Linked DNA regions of Mus musculus: region 2 is linked to region 1. The links are chromatin contacts, called in public Hi-C maps. All regions are on one chromosome and are shown on one strand. Each heading gives the region's core, a stretch centred on a gene start, on an enhancer-like site or on the middle of the called end of the contact. The rest is flanking DNA. Distances are from core to core; before and after follow the strand shown. Region 1 overlaps Kcnq1 (potassium voltage-gated channel, subfamily Q, member 1). Region 2 holds the start of Cdkn1c (cyclin-dependent kinase inhibitor 1C (P57)).

Region 1 (2,925 bases), core at 121-2,620:
CCATCAGAATTGCACATCTTTCCAGTGTCTACTCAGTCCTCCCTTTCCCCAGGAATGCCTCTCACATCATCTTGAGGCTATCATCAAAGCTCCCTGATTCTAGCCTGGGTCAGGCAAGCAGCAGAGTGTTGTGGCTGCTCATGGCCACTCTTTTTCCAGCACTCCCCAAAACTCCAGGATGAAAGAACCCTAAGATTGCCAGTCCTACTCTGACACAGAAAGCACATCATTAGCCTTGCCTGAAATGAAGCAAGGTCTCCAGGTACGTCCCATAGATGCCGAGACATACACAGGGCCCAGGACATGAGCACCTATAGCTCAACGCTAAAGAAGCATGTCTGGGTTTGACCTCAGTGAGCTTCTCCTACAGCCACTTCACCCCACCCTCCAGCCGATGAATCAATCAGAACTTGTCTGGAACCATTGCCCCATCCGTTGCACAAGGATATCTAAGATGAACATCCCCAAATGCCAAGCCTACCACAAGCACAGCAGCCTATAGCTCAGCCTGGCTCTGCCATGTAGTTTCCCTAAAGGTTTCTTCCAAGAGGTTGGTTCCTGAGCCCTCAGACTTTTTTGATGTGACATTTTCAACTGGAAGCCTCAACATTTATTTACTAACCAGCCTGCCATCCCACTCTGGGATGACATTCAGGGGCCACCAGTTTACCAAGATGGGTGGAGAAAAGTCTAGAGGACAGAGGGAAAGTAAGAATACAGGCTAGGACATTGCAAGAATCCCACCAGGTGCCCACAAGCACCTCCCGGGCGAGCATGTGCTTGCCGGGCCTCTTTTGACATGACAGCTTCAAAAATCTTTGAGCAAAACCAGCCCCTCGTGCGTTAATTAGAATTTCCATGTCTTCAACTTTCTCCTGGACCCTGCAGAATCTCACGCCAAGACGTTCGAGTTTCTCTTTTCCAGGGAGGCCCGCTGTGGCCTGGCTTTCATCCACATCACTACTAATGTCTCCTGAATTCTGCGTTTGTCAGCGAGGCTGGGGCCAGCCTATGCCTTCTGGAAGGGGAGCATTAGTGGACTAGGGGGCTAGCTCTTCTGATGGGACTGCTTTGCCTGGGATATTCAGGGCCTGGAGACAATCAGGGCCTGCTGTGGTACCTCAGTGAGCACCCATTTCTCTTACTTGGCTTCTCAACCTGCAAATGATGATGGGAGAAGATGGAGGGGCCATGTTGGGGGCAGTGTCCAGGAGGATAGGGAAGGGGACTTGTCAAGAACAGATGAGACCAGTTTGTCTTTCCAGACTAGTGTCCTGTCTTCTGTGAATATCCAGACCACCTCTGTCTGCATAAGGTGCCAAAGAAGCCCCATGAGAGCCCTCCCGGGAGGGCTGTGCAAGGCTGTATGAGTCACAGGATCCCTGTCAGAGCCCCACAAGGCCCCGGCCAGGCTCAAACCCGTCTCTGAAATGCACGGGGGATTAAATGTTCTCCTAATTAAATTAAAAGCGAGGCGGAGTGGCTCAGTGGCTCAGTGGGAAAGAGAGGGACTGGGAATCGAATGCCCTCAATCTGGCTCCCAGCCTGCACTGGCCCAGCTATAGGCAGCCCCCAGTGCCCCTAACCTTCCCTAGTTTCACTTCCTTCATCTAAGCACATGAAAAGGGATGCAGCAACCTCCTAGAATTGTTCTGAGGGAGACAGAGAAGCCAGGGAGAGTAGTGTGACAGTACATACTACACCGATACCATAAAAGAAAGGTACTCTGAAAAACAGAGAGAGCCCCTCAAATACATCTTCTGTTTGCTTTGCCTAGAGCTGGAAGTGGAAACTGAACAATAGGGACTGCTGGTGGTCTGGTCAGGGGTACTGGAGTAATATATCCTTCTAAACAAGGTGGTAGTCAGGCGGCAAGGCCAGTCCCTCTGGGCTTGTACCGTGTTGTGTCTCTACTAAAGCTCAGAAAATACTGTCTTCTATAGAGCACTGGGTTACAAACTTACTTATAGTAGAAAGGGAACACATCAAAAGAGTAACGTATACAGATTTCCAGTACAAACCTACTGCATTCTCCCTACCTGAGAGCCAAGCATCCAAAGAAAGCAGTAGAATCCCCAGGGAGTCCCCTAGATCCCATTTCCTATCATGGACACACCAAGAACAAACCATAAGCTCACTTCCCAGCACAACAGCCTTCTTTGCCCGAGTTTGAAATCTACATGGCTAGATCGCACACGGCACACACATGTATCTGGCACTTTCATTCACTCTGATGTCTGAGAACCACCCACCCCTCCCAGTGAGGCTGAAGAAAACAGTGGTCTCGGGAGCCTTTTGATCGTTGACACTCTGTTCTGAGTGGCCTGTGATTTGCTCTTTCATTCTACTACCCATGACCACTGGGCAGATCTGGGTAGTGAGTTACTAAGAATATTCTACATATATGTGTCTGGTAAAAGTTATGGCTATCTCTGCTAATTGTATGCCGAGAAGTGCTGGGTCATTGCGGGATCAGCTGTTTCCCATGGCAGTCACCCCAACTTTTACCCCTGCTTGGCAGCATGTGAATATTCCACTTTTTTCCACATCCTCACACACACTTGGAATTTTTCACTATTTCCTTTTTAGCCATCCTGGCTTCTCATAACATCAGAGTGGTATCTGTAATTTGCAGTGAGCTAAGCCCCATTCTATATTCTCATTTCTTTATAGATCTCTGTAAGACATCTATATCCTATACTGAGAGCTGTTCTTCTTCAGGCACAAGTTTATCTCTCTCTGTCCTGGGTGTTCTTAAGTGTGAGTCATTTGTCAGATACACAGATACATGTATTGTAAATACTGCCCTGCTTGCGGACTGTCCTGCCCCCTCTTGGTGTCTTTTGATGAACAGAAGGTCTTAATTTTAACATGGTCCAGTTAATCAAACATTTCCTCTCTGGATAGTGCTGTTTATGTCCTACT
Region 2 (2,700 bases), core at 119-2,618, 200 kb after region 1:
GGCCCCCGAGGGCGAGGGAGAGCCCGGCCGGCCGGACAAAGCGAGGCCGGGCCGGGGCGGGGCCGTGCGGGGCTCACCGGAGATGAGAGGCCCCGACAGCTTCTTGATCGCACCGTTCGCATTGGCCGCAGCAGTCCCGGGTGCAGGACGTCCTGGAATCCCCGAGAGAGGCTGGTCCTTCAGCTCCTGGCCGCGCTGCTCTTGATTCTCGTCCTGCTCCTCGACCGGCTCCCCATTCTGCTCCTCGACCGGCTCCGCACCCTGCTCCTCGACCGGCTCCGCGCCCTGCTCCTCCTCCGGCTCCTCGTCCTTCTCCTCGACCGGCTCTGCGCCCTGCTCCTCGCCCTGCTCAGAGACCGGCTCAGTTCCCAGCTCATCACCCGGCTCAGCACCCGACTCCTCGCCCTGCTCAGAGACCTGCTCAGGGACCTGTTCCTCGCCGTCCCGAGTCGCCACGTCCGGGTTCGCGTCCGGGATCGGGTCCGGAGTCGGGTCGGAGGTCGCGACCAGGGTCACCTCCGGAATTGGGTCTGAGGTCAGATCTGAAGCCGGGGCCGGGGTCGCGGGTGGGGTGGGCTCCGCGACCACGGCCGAGGCTGGGGCGCTGGGCGGCTGCTCAGGCGCCTCCTCTAGGCCGTCGGGGGCCTCGCCAGCCGGCGGCCCAGAACGCGGGATGACAGCCACGGCCACCGGGGGTGGCCGGGGCCCCAGCTGCAGGCGACAGCGCCCCACCTGCACCGTCTCGCGGTAGAAGGCGGGCACAGACTCGCTGTCCACCTCCATCCACTGCAGACGACCAGGGCCTCGAAGAGGCACATCCTGCTGGAAGTTGAAGTCCCAGCGGTTCTGGTCCTCGGCGTTCAGCTCGGCCAGGCGCATCCGCAGCTCGCGGCCCAGCTCCTCGTGGTCTACAGGCCCGAAGAGGCTGCGGCAGGCGCTGCTACGCGCTATCACTGGGAAGGTATCGCTGGAGGCCAAGCGTTCCATCGCTGTTCTGCTGCGGAGGTACACGTCGGACATGCCCATGGTCGAAGGCTGTGCAAACGCGGGCAGCGAGAAAGAAGGGAACGGGAGGAGAAGGAAGAGGGGAGAGGAGGAGGGCGGAGGCTGGGCGTGGGTGAGACCCCTTGCACAGCCCGCGTCCGCCTCTGCCTAAGGACGCAGCGGCTACCTGGCTGATTGGTGATGGACGGCTCCTGCGTCTGGATCGCTTGTCCTGTCCAGCTTGGGCCGCGCCCCCTCGGAGCTTGCCTGCCTGTTCGCTTGCTCTCAGTCGGGCCTAGCCGGCACCCCTCGAGCACAGCGCACTCGGCCTGTGGAACGCCCAGCCCGCTGCGCCCCTTTATACGCGCTGGCCCCACCCCCGCGCGCGCGGGCCTCCTCACGATTAGCATAATGTAGTATTTTCAGTTTCAACAACACCGCGGCGATTGGAGGGTGCAGCCCGCCCCGCCCACAGAGGCCCTGCCCCCGCGCCACGCTCATTGGCTGCGCGCACACACCCCCGGGGCCGGGCGGGGCGGGTGACGGGCGGGCGCTGATTGGCGGCCGCACGGCGAGCGGGCTGCGCGGGACAAGGGGCGGGGCTCGAGTTAAAGAGCTCTGCGGGCGGTAACGTGACACCGCGACGCCCCTCCCCCTCGCCCCATCCCCCCCCCCGCCCCCCGCGGGCTCCTTTGTCTGCAGGCGGGGGCTCGCGCAGCCGCGACGCGCGCGCCCCCTCGGACCATGGAGCTGGGCACAGCCCCTCGGCGATGCCGACGTCGGTGAAGGTCCCTCGGTCCCCGCAGCCCGCGCTAGCCCTAGGACTGCACCAACTGATTAGGGCTTTAACCTACTACTACCAGCTGGGTCCTGGTCCTGGCAGTACCGTGGCTGGATCCACCCTCTACACCCAGGCCTAAGTATCTGCCTTCGAGGCATCTGCACACCTGCTGGCCCTAAGACCCTCTATCACGGAGTTAGAGACAGGGGTCACATCCATTCTTTTCCTGAGGAACAATACTGTAGAGATCTAAAAGATCTGTAGCCTGGTCTATAATAGGCCCACCTACCCGGGAGATGAGACACAAGTTGGGCCCATCCTAGCCTGTACCTACATCACTGATAGATGCCTAGGACCTTAGGTTTGGGTCAGGCCATATTCGACCCCCAGTTCTGCCTACCTTAGTTGGCTGGAAGTAGTTATGCTAGAAAAGAGAGAATGACCCCTCCTCCACAGCAGTGCCTCTTGGTGGGGCCCTGAATACTCACACAAACACACCCGACATGGCCTGACAGAGCCCCCCCCCCGCCCCCCGCCCCTGCTGCCTCCGCTACCGCCGCCAAAAGGAGTTCATTATTTAGGGCAGGGAGTCGAGAAGGTGACTCAGGCATGTGCCAGGAGCTGGCCCCCTCCCCCCGCCCTGGGGAACCAGGACTTCCGGACATACTTGAAAGGCCCTGCAGAGCCCCAAGCTCTCAGCTCCCAGCAGAGATGCCTGTGAGACTTTTGAGACAGAACCCTATTTACAGGGTTAGGTAAGTTGGGCCAACCCGGGAGTCAAGTCAAACCCTGAAGCCAGGGGCCAGACTGTCCTGGAACAGGTGAGAGACGGGGTTTGGAAGCTGCTCTGGTGGAGAGACCAGAGCCTGTGACCTGTAAGGATTTCTTTTTCTCGGTACACCATATTACAAATCTCTCAGGGCATTGGTATGTCA

Evidence for each region. Hi-C and Micro-C count contacts between places; a contact is called where the count stands out from the background.
Region 2: a contact with region 1 is called in a Hi-C map of the N1E-115 cell line, with 17 times the contacts expected there. The contact joins the promoter of Cdkn1c here to the enhancer-like site in region 1. A contact is called at or near these places in 6 of 39 promoter capture datasets (embryonic stem cells, epiblast stem cells, hippocampal neurons and 3 more), 16 of 484 Hi-C or Micro-C datasets (ECoMG-derived neutrophils, the G1E-ER4 cell line, the HL-1 cell line and 12 more), 19 of 115 datasets of contacts at active chromatin or transcription factors (bone marrow-derived macrophages, cardiomyocytes, craniofacial prominence and 10 more) and 5 of 9 other capture datasets (adipose tissue, embryonic stem cells, liver and 2 more).

Annotation. Positions count from the first base shown.
Region 1 is chr7:143,264,646-143,267,570 of GRCm38.p6, forward strand. The region is part of intron 11 of Kcnq1 (potassium voltage-gated channel, subfamily Q, member 1); the gene reads left to right. Kcnq1ot1 (KCNQ1 overlapping transcript 1) reads right to left here. Exons shown (of 1, transcript NR_001461.5): 1 at 1-2,925. Among named protein-coding and RNA genes, the nearest start is that of Kcnq1ot1, 30 kb to the right of the region's middle. Within about 2 kb of position 1,371, at least 8 of the 459 cell types and tissues checked have an H3K27ac peak or open chromatin away from gene starts, as enhancers often do. A contact at or near this core is called in the N1E-115 cell line, where this site is marked.
Region 2 is chr7:143,459,682-143,462,381 of GRCm38.p6, forward strand. It overlaps Cdkn1c (cyclin-dependent kinase inhibitor 1C (P57)), which reads right to left and starts at 1,369. Exons shown (of 4, transcript NM_001161624.1): 1 at 1,172-1,369; 2 at 114-1,035. The coding sequence starts at 1,026.